Linked DNA regions of Mus musculus: all the other regions are linked to region 3. The links are chromatin contacts, called in public promoter capture Hi-C maps. All regions are on one chromosome and are shown on one strand. Each heading gives the region's core, a stretch centred on a gene start, on an enhancer-like site or on the middle of the called end of the contact. The rest is flanking DNA. Distances are from core to core; before and after follow the strand shown.

Evidence for each region. Promoter capture Hi-C pulls out the DNA fragments that hold promoters and counts their contacts. Capture Hi-C pulls out chosen DNA fragments and counts their contacts.
Region 1: a contact with region 3 is called in a promoter capture Hi-C map of pre-B cells. The contact joins the promoter of Psmd7 here to the promoter of Cog4 in region 3. A contact is called at or near these places in 3 of 39 promoter capture datasets (liver and pre-B cells).
Region 2: a contact with region 3 is called in a promoter capture Hi-C map of pre-B cells, with 4 times the contacts expected there. The contact joins the promoter of Slc7a6os here to the promoter of Cog4 in region 3. A contact is called at or near these places in 3 of 39 promoter capture datasets (cranial neural crest, liver and pre-B cells).
Region 4: a promoter capture Hi-C map of adipose tissue shows a contact between it and region 3. The contact joins the promoter of Pla2g15 here to the promoter of Cog4 in region 3. A contact is called at or near these places in 1 of 39 promoter capture datasets (pre-B cells) and 1 of 9 other capture datasets (adipose tissue).
Region 5: a contact with region 3 is called in a promoter capture Hi-C map of liver, with 4 times the contacts expected there. The contact joins the promoter of Pdf here to the promoter of Cog4 in region 3. A contact is called at or near these places in 4 of 39 promoter capture datasets (hippocampal neurons, liver and pre-B cells).

The regions. Positions count from the first base shown.
Region 1 is chr8:107,587,033-107,589,732 of GRCm38.p6, reverse strand. Psmd7 (proteasome (prosome, macropain) 26S subunit, non-ATPase, 7) reads left to right here and starts at 1,251. Exons shown (of 7, transcript NM_010817.2): 1 at 1,251-1,454. The coding sequence starts at 1,381.
Region 2 is chr8:106,209,652-106,212,351 of GRCm38.p6, reverse strand. It overlaps Slc7a6os (solute carrier family 7, member 6 opposite strand), which reads left to right and starts at 1,419. Exons shown (of 5, transcript NM_001007567.2): 1 at 1,419-1,633; 2 at 1,721-1,987. The coding sequence starts at 1,439. It overlaps Prmt7 (protein arginine N-methyltransferase 7), which reads right to left and starts at 1,298. Exons shown (of 18, transcript NM_145404.1): 1 at 1,270-1,298.
Region 3 is chr8:110,845,688-110,848,387 of GRCm38.p6, reverse strand. It overlaps Cog4 (component of oligomeric golgi complex 4), which reads right to left and starts at 1,364. Exons shown (of 19, transcript NM_133973.2): 1 at 1,179-1,364. The coding sequence starts at 1,337. It overlaps Sf3b3 (splicing factor 3b, subunit 3), which reads left to right and starts at 1,585. Exons shown (of 26, transcript NM_133953.2): 1 at 1,585-1,713.
Region 4 is chr8:106,149,089-106,151,788 of GRCm38.p6, reverse strand. It overlaps Pla2g15 (phospholipase A2, group XV), which reads right to left and starts at 1,435. Exons shown (of 6, transcript NM_133792.3): 1 at 1,176-1,435. The coding sequence starts at 1,302.
Region 5 is chr8:107,047,247-107,049,946 of GRCm38.p6, reverse strand. It overlaps Pdf (peptide deformylase (mitochondrial)), which reads left to right and starts at 1,333. Exons shown (of 2, transcript NM_026513.2): 1 at 1,333-1,886; 2 at 2,676-2,700. The coding sequence starts at 1,349. Cog8 (component of oligomeric golgi complex 8) reads left to right here. Exons shown (of 5, transcript NM_139229.4): 5 at 817-1,238. The coding sequence ends at 1,139.

The DNA of each region.
Region 1 (2,700 bases), core at 2-2,501, 3.3 Mb after region 3:
CGGGAGACTGGCATGGCTGTCCTCTAAGAGGCCCTACCAGCAGTTGACTTAGACAGACAGATACTTACACCCAAGCATTGAATTGAAATTGGGGACCCCTATAAAAACTAAATTAAATTGAATAAATAAAAATGCTTGCTTTAATTAATTAATTTTAATTAATTTAGCCATGGTGTTTTGGGTTGGTGGCCTTTCTCCCCAAATCTTTGGGATTAACAAAACCTGAATGTTGTTGCACTCATTATGTCACAGTGAGCATTAAGGAAAATTCCCAGAAATAAAAACTATAGATAAAGTATCCAGTCATACACCCAAAGTGTGCCCTTGGTGTTAGAGACCGAGAGCATCTCTAAACCACGTGTGGTCGCATATGCTGTCACCCTTGTACTTAGGAGGAGGTAGAGACAGGGGACCACCCTGGACTATACAACAATTTCCATGCTAGTCAATGTCATAGAAGGCCCAACTTCAAAAGCAATGAAATAAAACATTAAAAATAAATAAATAAAAACCAGGTGTGATGGCATATGACTTTAACTCCAGCACTCAGGGAACAGAGGCAGGTAGAGGCCAGTCAGGTCTACAACGTGAGTTCCAGGACAGCCAGGGCTGTTACATAAAGAAACACCGTCTCAAAAAAAAAAAAAAAAAAAAAAAAAGAAGCAAAACAAAACAAAAACCAAAACCCAAAAACAAACAAACAAACAAATGAAACTCCTCTGGGAAATTTTGAAACAGTGCTGACTTAAAGTGTTAAGTGAAAGTTAAGGGCTGGTGAGATGGCTCAGTGGGTAGGAGCACCTGACTGCTCTTCCGAAGGTCCAGAGTTCGGATCCCAGCAACCACATGGTGGCTCACAACCATCCGTAGCGAGATCTGACTCCCTCTTCTGGTGTGTCTGAAGACAGCTACAGTGTACTTACATATAATAGATAAGTAAATCTTTGAAAAAAAAAAAAGAAAGTTAAATATATGTCGTTAATTATTTGATTAGTAGAAGTACACGCTGTTACTACTTATGTTTATCTGCCTTTTTCTACAACCTTCCAAGGAGGAGAAATGGTGAGCTGGCAAACAACTGAGGAAAAACAAAAACGAAAACAAAAACAAAAACAAAAACCTAGGGAAAGGCTCAATGCCAAGCTTCGTCAATAGCCTAAGTCCCACAGAAGGCAAGGCGGTTCTTTCCCTTTCTCAAGATGGCGCCCCTGGCGACAGGGCGGGCACGAGCGCAAAGCGCTCTGGGAGCGGAAGTCGACTGTGCAGCGGCGGTCAAACCGGAAGGGGAGGTGCTGGGGCCTGGAGGAGCGGCCTGTGTCGCTGCGGTTGCTGGTGTTTGCGGGTTGCAGGGAGCCGGGCCGGTGGTCGGGCTGTGTCGCGATGCCGGAGCTGGCGGTGCAGAAGGTGGTGGTTCACCCCCTGGTGCTGCTCAGTGTGGTGGATCATTTCAACCGGTGAGCGGGTGGCGCGTGGCGGCCACACGGCGCAGGGCTGCTGAGTCACGGGCGCGCCGGGCACAAACGCGGCGGCCGGGGACACGGGTTGGGACAAGCGACCCCAGCGGCTCCACACCGCGGTGCTCGGTACCCATTGACAGCCTCGCACCCCCACCGAGGCCGCCACTCCTGAGTCTGGCCCGCCTGGCGAGGCCCCGGAGCCGGAACGATGCTACCCGCCGAGGCCGCGCCTTTTCCCAGAACGGCTGGGCGCCGTTTAAGACCGAGCTTCAGTCTCGTGTGCCCGTGCCTGTAAAAGCTGTCACTGAAACCCCGGTCTCGGAGTCCCCGATGAACGATTTTCTGGATGAGGCAGGGATCATAGCCAAGTTTCGATTTGGGATTCTGGTCGAATGGTACCTTTAAAATGGGAATGAATAAGGTGTCGGCTTGTTCCTCTAAAAACGAGGCAGGTGCAGATTGGGGCCAGCCTACAGTTCCCTTGGGTAGCTCACTGCCACCCTTGCCTGCTCCAGCCGTTCATCCGGCCAGACCTGTTGCACGTGTTCGGAAGTTTTACAAGATAATTAGTGTGAGGAGTTAACAAATATGAAGGTCCAGTAGGGAGTCTACTTGCAGTCAAGTCGGCGCTAGTGCCTGGTCTGAAGCAGGCTTTGTGCAGCTAACTCAACCAGAGCCAAAAAAAAAAAAAAAAAAAAAAAACCTCAAGACGGAGCCTTTTGAGTCTGAATTCAGTTGTATTGTTCGGAATGCCTGGGATACTAGGGGCCCTGATGGGGTGAACACTGTTTAAGCTTTATTTTAACAATTGGTAAGAATGGGGGGGGGGGGTGCAGACACTGTTGGTAGTTGTATCAAGGAACAGATGGAGGGGCTTTAAAGACTCGTGGATGAAGTTTCCTTTGGCATGTGGAAACTCGTTGTTTGAAGTAGTTTTAGTGGGTTAGAGAGGTGTAATGTTACTTTCACTGTGGCTTGTGTGTTTCCTTAGCATAGAATTAAGTTGTTTCCAAATATGCAGTTTGTTAGTGGCTAAAGAAAACAATTCTTGCTGGGCGTGATGGCGCATGCCTTTAATCCCAGCACCCCGGAGGCAGAGGCAGGCGGATTTCTGAGTTCGAGGCCAGCCTGGTCTACAAAGTGAGTTCCAGGACAGCCAAGACTACACAGAGAAACCCTGTCTCGGAAAAAAAAAAAAACAAAAACAAAACAAACAAACAAAAAAAAACAAAACTGGTACTTC
Region 2 (2,700 bases), core at 170-2,669, 4.6 Mb after region 3:
AAACAAAGAGAAAAAAAAAATAAAGAAACAGACAAAAATGTCAAAGTTACTTACAATTCTTTATTAATGATAACATCGACCTTCAATCTCAGGTCTGGAAGGCAGAGACAGGCAGATCTCTGTGTAAGTTCAAAGTCAACATGGTCTTCATAGTAAGTTCTAGGCCAGCAAGAACTACATAGTGACAGCCCATCTCAAAAGAAAATTAACCAGTATTTTGATATTTCTGACAAGAGTAATTTTCATTTTTTATATAGGATATACCATCAAAAACTATAATAAAAGCCAGTTGTGGTAGCTCATGTCTAAAATCTCAGCACGTAGGAAACTGAGGCAGAAGGATCTAAAGTTTGATGCCATCCTGGGCAATGCTGTGAGACCTTGTCATAAAACAAGAACAAAACAGAACAACGTGTCGTTGCATGTCTTTGATTCTAGCACTAGAAAAGCAGAGGCAGGACCATCTCTATGAGTTCCATGCCTGTCAGGGCTGCACAATGAGATTCCTGTCTGAAGAAAAATTTGGGGGTGAGGGGGGGCCTACAGTAAATATATAGGGCTGTTTGGAAGTTTCGCCACTTTTCAGAAATTCCTACATAATTAAAAAGGCCCCACAAGTCCATCGGGGTCCAGCCTTCAAGTGAAGGCAAGTGAGAAGGCAGGGTAAGCCGAGCAATGAGCTAACATTATACAGTAAAAGCGCAGAAGTGGTTATTCCGCAACAGATTAAGGACACTTGCTTATCTGTGATGTCGCTAGGGTTTCACTAAGAACACACTTAAAAATGCACTGAGGGCCACTCCAGTGTTTTAATCAAAAGCATGTCCACCTCGGGCACACAAACGTCTGGCGCTTCTCCGGGTGAGTGTCGTGAACTGAATGGTTCCCAAACTGCTCAGAATACGAACTGAGAAAGCCATCCCGAAGCAAAACCGCCCGAACGGTCCCGGGACCGAACCGTTCCCGGCTGGGTTAGGGGCGCTGCATACAACTGAGGTCCCGCCCGGTGTGAGTGACTGGGGCGAGGCTTCTGACACAAGTCCTGCGCCCGGCGACAGTCTGAGAAAGGACAGTCACCCACGCGGACCGCTGCGGCAGACCTGCTCAGGGTGCTTGAACCACTCCACGTGGACTCTGGAGCAGCCCGGAAGATAAGTACACCGGAAACCCAAATATCCCCAACGCCAGAGCCCTAAAAATGAGGCCGGAAGACCGACTGCACCCAGGCCCAGCCACGGCCCAACCTCCCCAGCAAGCCCAACAGCTCACCCGCTGTGGGAAGCGATCCACTCGCCGCCACTCCCGCGGCCATTTTGCCTCTCCCACTGTGGGTGGGGCGTCGAGGCGTAGCGTGACGTTCCGTGAGGCCCCGCCCGCTGAACTGGATGGACATCCCGTCGCGCCCCGCGCCTTCCCACAGTACTCCGCGATCGCCGCTATGGAGGCCGGCAGGACTGCGGTGTTGCGCGTGAAGCGGAAGCGCAACGCGGAGCCCGCCGAGGCGCTCGTGCTGGCCTGTAAACGCCCCCGGAGCAGCGAGGTCGAGTCGGCGGCTCGGGAGACGCCAGAGGGCCAGGAGGCGGCGGCGGCGGAGAGAAATGTCTTCCAGTTGGTTGCCACCGTGCGATCCCAGGTATGAGAAGGGTGAATGGACTCTTTGTGGGAGCGATCTTTGAACGCTGCCCGTGTCGCAGTCATCTCTTTTCCCGACGCCCCTCAGGAGGAGCCAATCCAGCAGCTTGTGCGGGCTGCCTTGCGCCCGTCCCGGAGCAGCCAGCTGCGTATCCGCCGCGATCTTCGTGCCTCGGTGCGCGAGGTCCGTAAAGAGGGCCGCTACAGGGTGGTCTCCAGCCACCGATCCTCGGGAACCTCGAACAGTTTGGAGCCTCAGTGTGGGTCAGAAGCTGTCGGGGATGCGGGCTTCCAGTTGTTGGACCTGGTCCACGAGGAGGAAAACCCAGAGGCTGCTGCCACCGACTGCCGCAAAGTGAGTACTGTATATGTCTGCTCTGCTCCCAAAGGCAGTAATGAAGAGCATACACACTGTAAGCTTAAGAATGGATGATCCATCTCTAAGAGTTGACCTCATTTTACCTGATTTCTGTTGTTGTTTTTGTTCTGTTGAGATAGTTTTGCTGTGTAGCTCTGGTTGACATAGTACGGGCTATGGAGCCCAAGCAGACCTCTGACACACAGCAGTTCTGCCTCCGTCGCTCCAGTGCTGGGATTATAAGTAAGCATGTGCAACCCACGCCCCTTAGGATTGGTTTTCTTTCTTTCTCTTTTGCTTGTGTCGTAATACACACCTTCCCTCCCAGCATTTGGGAGGCAGTACCATGTGGATCTCTGAGTTCCAGCCCAAAAAGGACTACATAGTGAGACCTTGTCTCCAAAAAAAAAAAAAACAAAAAGCAAAAAACAAAAACTTTGTGTGTGATTGATCAGGCCTTTAATACTCAAGAGGCATGGATCAATAGATCTCTTCTTTCAAGGCCAGGCAGAGCTACACAGTGAGAACGTGTATCAAAATAAATAAACAGAATTGATGTAGGCCTTTTGAAAGTGGATTTGGCTATTTAAAAGATATACAGTATTTAGAGATGATGTTAAACTGTCATTGCTACGAAAAATGAGGTAAATATGGAAGGAGTTTTAGCTCACAATTTTGGAGGTTTTGGTGCAGTGTATGGTCAGACTACT
Region 3 (2,700 bases), core at 115-2,614:
AATGTATTAATTGCTTCAAAGAATATAGACTTAGGAATGTTAAGTCAAGAGCACTCAACTTTAAACCACTACTTGTGTGGGAACTGCTGGAGCAGATGCAAGGCAGTACTTGAAAACATTCAAAGGTAGTAACAACTCTCTTTTCCTCTATTCAGAGCGCTTTGAGAGCTGCATGACATTAATCCCAGCACTTGAGTGACAGCGGCAGGCAGATTACTGAGTTCACTGCAAGCCTGGTCTACATAGTGAGTTGCAGGCCAGGTAGGGCTAGATAGTTAGAGCCTATCTAAAAAGAAAAAAAAAAAAAGTTCCCTGGGAAAAACAGCTGCCAAGGTTTTTAGGTGAGAGGTTACATCTTCTGACTTGCAAGGAATCCATCCACGAACTGACAGCACCAGACTGCCATGGAAAAGAAACAAACGTATATAAAGAGATATAGCATGCTATTAATAGAAAGGAAGCCGAATCCTTTCCACACCTGTTACTTGATTGACCACACATCCGAGGTACAAGAGATGAAATCACTTGTCCGAGACCAGACAGCTGCGCCTTAGTCTTAAAACTTCAAAGTCCTAACAGGGAGATTTCAAACTTCTAGGGAGTTGTGAGCTCGCCTATAATGCCAGTAGCTTGAGAGGTTGCTCTAGGAAGGTAGCCAATTTGAAGACAATATGGGCAACACCGAGGCCGTCTCAAAATAAGAAAACATCCAAATGCCTACACTTAACTGAAATGCTAAAAATACACACATAATCATTTCTTCCAAGAGAAAAAGTCTTAGACCTTCAAGCTAAATAGAAAGGAACTTCTCCTTTAAATGAGTCGAGAAGAAACTTTCGTAACTTTTCACTTCCCAAGCCAAAGCAATTCTTATTCTGAAGTCAAGCCAATTCGGTATACACATATGTATGTGTGCATGTAATACATACATGTACGCGCACACACACACACCACTTCCAGTTTTACTCGTCAGGGAAATCAATACGGAGGCAGACCAAGGAAGTAGTCCAGGTAACAGGTCAAATAAGCTTGAGTAGAACTGACAGGTGTACCCAAATGCCCAACTACATTAAAGCCTCTTGGGAAGCTGCTTTCTCGTTTTCCCTGGTAAAGCGATCGACACCCGTGATGCCCTCTGCCACCGGATCCTCCAGGAAAAAGGAGGTTCAGCTCCCCACCTCCTCGCCACAGAGTCGTTCGTACACAGCTTCCAGCTCCTGCAGCTCTGTCAGAGAGCGAATGAGCTCGGTGGAGATTTCGGAGCAGTGTCCTCCTCCCACCCCCTCCGGTGGCGGAGGAGCTCCTGACAATTTCAGCGGAGACTCCACCTCCGCCATCTTGGCTCCCGGTGGGCGCTTCCGGGCTTGCGAGGTCCCCTCTGCGTTGGCGCGGTGACCTTTGGGGCTGCCCACAGATATGCCCGATCAAAACCATTGGAAGTCTATTTTTAAAACTAACCTTCTATTTTACAGAAAACTTACCGTAACGTATAAATTTTAGATAACTCATTAGTCTTCAGGTGCAAGATGAAAACATCCCAAATTTACATCTATTTATCAGGCGGGGGCTAGATACCTTTTTCCCGTCGCGCGGCACCCGAAGGCCCGTCTTGAAGGCTAATGGCGGACGCCGGCGGATCGGCAGTGGCGGTGGCTTAGGCCTTGAAGCGATTCAGCATCCGTCGGGTACCGAAGCCATCCTTCTTGCAGCAGGGTAAAGAAGTGGCCTCCCAGCTTCTCTGTCGCGGAGGAAGTGGAGAGCGCTCATAGGAGAGAGCTGCCCGGCACCTCGGCCGGAGCCGCAGGGGCAGTTTTAGGCCCGAGAGGTTCGGTAGGCGTGAGGTTAGGGAAATGCTTGCCGTGGGCAAATGGCCTCGTGGACTCTTCGCCCACTTGTGTCTTCAGAGTGGGAACGAGTCCTTTAAGGCTTGCGAGTTTAACGTGGTGGCACACTCGTGTATTTCCACCACGCGGGGGAGGTTGAGGAAGTGGGAGTCCCACCGAGGCTGCATAGGAAGACTCGAGATTGAAAGACTATTCAATCAGCAAGGGGTAAAAATTCTGTTTGTTCAAAATGTGCAACTATCAGAAACCGCCCGGGAGCCGGGGATCTGGTTTGAACTTGTGCATTTGGTAGTTAGGCAAAATGTTGTTTCTCCTCTGAACCTCTGTTTACTGTAAAAGAAAGAAAAAAAAAACCCGAAGGCTAATAGTACCCATTTGAAGACTGTGCAAGATAAAAAGGAGGTGATGGTGGAACCGGAGATTATAGGCAGAGGCGGGGGAGGAAGCTTTCCACGGTTTGGCTGTTACGGTTACCTGATACCGGATATTCCTCCAGGAAGCACCTCTTCAGTAAGCCAGGAGATCCGTTTGTTTTGGTGTTGAGTGAGTAGGTGCTCATTTTAATCCTCCAAACCTAATGGTAGAGAGCACTTGCCCAAGGCCATAGGTTTCCTTCTCGTAGCCTCAAACACGAAATTCTGCATACAGAGCCTTACGAGGCAAGGTACCATCTTCCCCCCTGTTAAAGCAAATGTCCAAAGTCATAACATCACGTTCGCTGCTTATGGTGCAGCCGGAACTCATCCGTGACAGCCTTGTAAATTGTGAGGTCCTCTACCCTCAAGCTGCCAGTGCCAGTTCAACCTTTAGGGATAAGCCTTAGAGATATTAGTTTATTAGGTATTTTAGGACTAAA
Region 4 (2,700 bases), core at 186-2,685, 4.7 Mb after region 3:
CAGGTCCAGCTGTATACAAATCTCAAAGGGAACCTAGGCTCAGAATCCCCCATCCCCTTCGCTGACCTAGAATGACATTGCTTTTCAAGAGAGGGTTTCTCAGCTAGGCATGGTGGCATACACCCTTGATCTTAGTACTTGGGAGGGAGAGGCAGGTGGGTATCTGAGTTCAAGGCCAGCCTGGTCTACAGAGTGCGTTCCAGGACAGCCAGGGTTACACAGAAAAACCCTGTCTAAGACAAGACAAAAAGAAAAAAGGGAAGAAAGAGCACAGGAATTTATGCTCCAGCAGAAAGAAAATATATATATATATACACACACACACACATATACATACATAAACATATATATAGCGTACGTTTCAGCATGTCTCTGTTCTCAGGAGTCCTGGCCAGCGAAACACCAGTTCAAAACGACTTCCATTGGCTGAATGGGGCATCTAAGACTCCTAGAGATTTTAGCCTGGCCTATTACCACATAGAAACATTGTTATTTCTGTTCCGCTGCCAAGTCTAAGACAGAAGAGCAAGTGGGCAGGGAATGTCACCTGGCCTCAGTACAGCCTAGAGTAATTAGGTCTGGAAGCGGAGAGTGGAGGCATGCTCTCAGACTCCCGGACTCCCTCAACGCCAGTTCAAGACTGTTGTCCCAACCCCATTCCTCTCTCCTCCCTTCCCTTAGCCACCCTGTTTCCCTTAGGCCATCTCCTCGAAAGTCAATACCATCCATTCCATAAGCTGAGAGCAGAGAAATGCTTTTGGGGGCCAGCGTGGATAGAACTTGCTACCACTCATTCCCTGTGAAATAGAGAGGGTAGGAGGTAATGACCGATTCTGAGACTGCCTAGGAACCCGCTGAAGTAGGGTTGAATTGCCTCAGTCTTTCCAGCTAAGAAATGGGGGCATGGCGAGGCAAGGTTTGGAGCTGTTGCAGTTAGGTGGAGTGGAAAGCCAGACATTATCTATTCCCTTTACTCTCACGTTTCAGAGGGCTCCAGACCACACCCATGCCCGGTATGGCGGGAGGTGGGCTAACCGAACTGACCCAGGTTAGAAACCAAATGCTCTGGGTTTCGTGCTTAAAGCAGATGCACAACAGAGCAGTTGGCCCACCAGACCCTGGCTGCACTGGATCCTGCAGGATCCACCCACCACCACCCTGAACACGAGTCTCACCCAGCACCACCGGGGGGTGACGTTGGGCCGGGAGCGTCAGGTCTGCCAGCATCATTAGTAGAAACAGAGGTAACAGGAGGCCACTCCGGAGCTGGGTCTCGCGACAGGTGCAGAGATGGCGATCCATGGCGTGAGACTGTGGTCGCAGGTCCAAGGGGCTGCTTTAGAGATTAGGGATCGTGCCTAGGCCCGGGCCGCAGCTCAGCTAGTTAACCCCACCGCTCGCAGATACCAGTCAATTAAGACCCGCCTCTTGCTAAGGCTCTACCAATTGCAACTCTCCGCCACGAGCGTCCCTCCCACCGGAGCTCACCACCCGCCCATGCCCACCTCCGGGACTTTGCTGCGCGCCGAACGCATCGATCGACCAACCGATGGGAGCCGCTTATCATCCCAGCTGTCGCCCTGCTCCTACACAGCCCCATCTCACCTCACCGTGAACCCAACACAGAACAATTCTCAAAGTCCACTCAAGTAGTTCTCATTCCTAATTCCTAGCCTTCCCACAGCACAAGGACCAAAAACATGCCCTTCATTTGCTATGGGTGAATGGTCTCTAAACAAAAAAAGAGGAAGTTAGTGTTTTGGAACTCGGGTGACCAGCAGCTGTCCAGGACCTTTATACGGCCTTTACACTGGCATCCCCAGGGGCATCTAGGTTTGGCCGCCCACGTCCAGAAAACTTTTACTGTCTGCCTTGCCGGTAGAAATGCATGTTAGAACCCAAGAAGCAGGTCTGGGAGAAGAAGCTAAAACAGCCTTTCTTTCTTTTCTTTTTTCTTTCTTTTTCTCTCTTTCTTTCTTTCTTTCTTTCTTTCTTTCTTTCTTTCTTTCTTTCTTTCTTTCTTTCTTTCTTTCTTTCTTTCTTTCTTTCTTTCTTCCTTCCTTCCTTCCTTCCTTCCTTCCTTCCTTTCTTTCTTTCTTTCTTTCTTTCTTTCTTTCTTTCTTTCTTTCTGTTTTGTTTTTCGAGACAGGGTTTCTCTGTGCAGTCCTGGCTGTCCTGGAACTCACTTTGTAGACCAGGCTGGCCTTGAACTCAGAAATCCGCCTGCCTCTGCCTCCCAAGTGCTGGGATTAAAGGCTTGCGGCACTACGGCCCAGAGATCAGCCTGTTTCAAACGGTCTGTCACTCTGTAAGTGCAGCACACGAATAGAGTTGGGAGTGGTTTGGATCTGAAAGTCTGAACCATTTCTCTGTAGGATTCCCCTGCAAAGAACAGGGCTCGAGAGCTCATGTTGGCACTTTAGCCCCTGTCCGCGCAAGCCTGAGGACTCAGGAAGGGCATAAGACTGACTGGAGCGAGGAGCTGGGGCCCAGACGGTAGTAGGCAAAAGGCTCAACACCCAGTAATATGCCAACACTCTGGGGGTGAACTGACCAGTGCTTCTGAGAAATAACCCTCTACATACTTCCTTCTGAAGGCCAACTGTGCTTCTGGGACACTGCTTGGTCCCAAGACTTCTGCTCCACCCCCCACCTCTTCCTTCCCTCTTCTTGGTAAACAGCTGACCCCACGTTAATGCC
Region 5 (2,700 bases), core at 84-2,583, 3.8 Mb after region 3:
TTTTTTGATATGGGATTTCTCTTCAGGGGTTCCTCTGTGAAACTCTGGCTGTCCTGGAACTCTGTAAATCTCCTGAGTGCTGGGATTAAAGGTGTTCTTCACCACAGCCTGGCTTTTATCATTGTTGTTTTCGTTTTGTCTTTTTAAAGATTTTATGTGAGTGCTCTATCTGAATGCACACCTGCGTGTATGTCAGAAGAGGGCGTCAGATCCCATTACAGATGGTTGTGAGCCACGTTGTTGGGGATTGAACTCAGGACCTCTGGAAGAGTACTTAACCACTGAGCCATGTCTGTAGCCCTTGTTTTTGGTTTGACACTAGACAGGATCTCAGTATATAGCACTGGCTACCCTGGAACTAACTTGGTATACCCAACTGGCCTTGAACTCAGAGATCCTCCTGCCTCTGCCTCCCAAATAGCTGGGATCTGTGCCTGGACTCCAGTATTTACTGAGTGTCTCCTGGCTCAGGCTCCATCCACCCTTACAATGGGGCTCCAATATAACTAACTGTCCTTTTGTATTACAGAGATGCCCTTAGCCTGGCACAACTTTAATACCAGCATTTGGGAGGCAGAGGCAGGACGATCTCTGTGAGATAAGAGACCAGCCTGGTCTATAGAGTTCCAGCATAGCCAGGTCTCAAAAAAACAAAAAACCCAAAAAGATGTTCTTGTTGTATTGAAATATGTAATTGTGTTAAATCTTTTCTCTGAGTGTCCCCTCCCCTGCCCCACACCATCCCTGAGATCTCTGCATTGAATTTAATAACTTTTTTTTTCTTTTTCATTTCTTTTTCCCTACCATCTGGGTCAGGCATTTCACCCACCCAGCTCTCTAAGCACGGAAACCTTGGACACGTGAACATCAGCGCCATCCAGGAACCTCTCGCCTTTATTTTGCCTAAGAGAGAAACAGTTTTCTGTTTAGATGAGCAGGAGCTGGGGCCGGACCTCGTGGCCCCAGCTCCAGAGCTCCCTGCGGAGCAGCGGAGCATGGAGCCTGTAACAGAGAAGAGGGAACCAGGGGAGCCGCTGCCTCAGGAGCCCATGGAGGGGGAGCCGCTGCCAGCCGAGCCACCGAGTGAGGGAGGAGCCATAGGCAGTGTCCCCTGCCCGCAGCCTGGGGAGCAGCCCTGAGGGTACGCGCTTCTGCAGCGGGAAGGTGTGTGCAGTTGCTTTGCCCAGGATAGCGCGGGCCCTGTGGTATTTGCAGCTTTAATAAAACCGACAACTGTCGCCACTCGCCTGCTGTTCCCGACGATGGGCGTCCGGAAGTTACACGGGAACTACGCTTCCCGGCGTCTTTGGCGCTAGCGGAAGGAAGGGCCGCGGCGTCTCCCCGCGCCATGTTGCTGCTGGGCAGGCTGCCGCGGCCGGCGTGGGTTCCGGGGAGCCGGGCGCAGAGGTGCAGCTCCTTGGCCGCCTTGGAGGGCCCGGCGCGCACGCGCTCCTACTGGCGGTACCTCAGGCGCCTTGTATGTGGCGCGCCGCAGCCGCCATACGCGCACGTGTGCCAGGTCGGGGACCCGGTGCTGCGCGTCGTGGCGGCCCCGGTGGAACCCGAGCAGCTAGCGGGGCCGGAGCTGCAGCGGCTGGTGGGGCGGATGGTGCAGGTAATGCGACGGCGTGGCTGTGTGGGCCTTAGTGCGCCGCAGCTCGGGGTGCCGCTGCAAGTGTTGGCGCTCGAGTTCCCGGACAAGCTCCTCCGAGCCTTCTCACCGCGCCTGCGCGAACTGCGTCAGATGGAACCCTTCCCACTTCGGGTGCTGGTGAACCCCAGTCTGAGAGTGTTGGACAGCCGCTTGGTCACCTTCCCCGAGGGCTGCGAGAGTGTCGCCGGCTTTCTGGCGTGTGTGCCTCGCTTCCAAGCCGTGCAGATCTCAGGTGCAGGGGACGTGGGCAGCGGGGTGGTCTTGCTCTCTCTGGCTAGAGACAGTGCAGACACAGCGGCACTCGGGAGCCAACTGAACTCCTGAAGAGCAGGTCAGGCCCGCCTAGATGGGTTGCAGGGTGATTCCTTAGATATGGAGCCTGTCTTTCCCCTTTCTCATGAGTAGGTATATAGATTCCCATGTAAGTGTGTCTGTATTGCACACACGATTTTCCCAGTTTATCGTGGTGGGGCTTGTGTAAGAAAGTGGGACCCAGATTTACCCAGACTAGGGCAACAAACCATTCCATGCTTCACATTCACATTGTTTTATGTAATATGGTTATTTGCTACAGTGCCAAGCTGAAATACCTTTCTTTTGGGGGGGGGGGGTCGAGACAGGGTTTCTCTGTATAGCCCTGGCTGTCCTGGAACTCACTTTGTAGACCTCGAACTCAGAAATCCGCCTGCCTCTACCTCCTGAGTGCTGGGATTAAAAGGTGTGTGCCACCATGCCTGGCATGAAATACCTTTGATAAACAGCCCTTGAAAAGAGTTTTGATTTCTTATCCTTGCCCTGTAGTAGTGCTGGGAATCACGCTGAGTAAAAAGTCGGCACTGGACAAAATTGGGGTACCCTTTCTAGGAGGGATAAGAGCTGTTATCCACATTCACTCTTGGATGCTGCCTCTGTAGATAGGATATAAATAGGCATGGCCAGGGCAGGAAACAAAGTAGGGACAGGAGGTTGGGCATGAGTTCAGCAAAGCCTCACCTCATCGAGCCTGTAACTTCCTTTGCAGGACTGGACCCAAAAGGAGAGCCAGT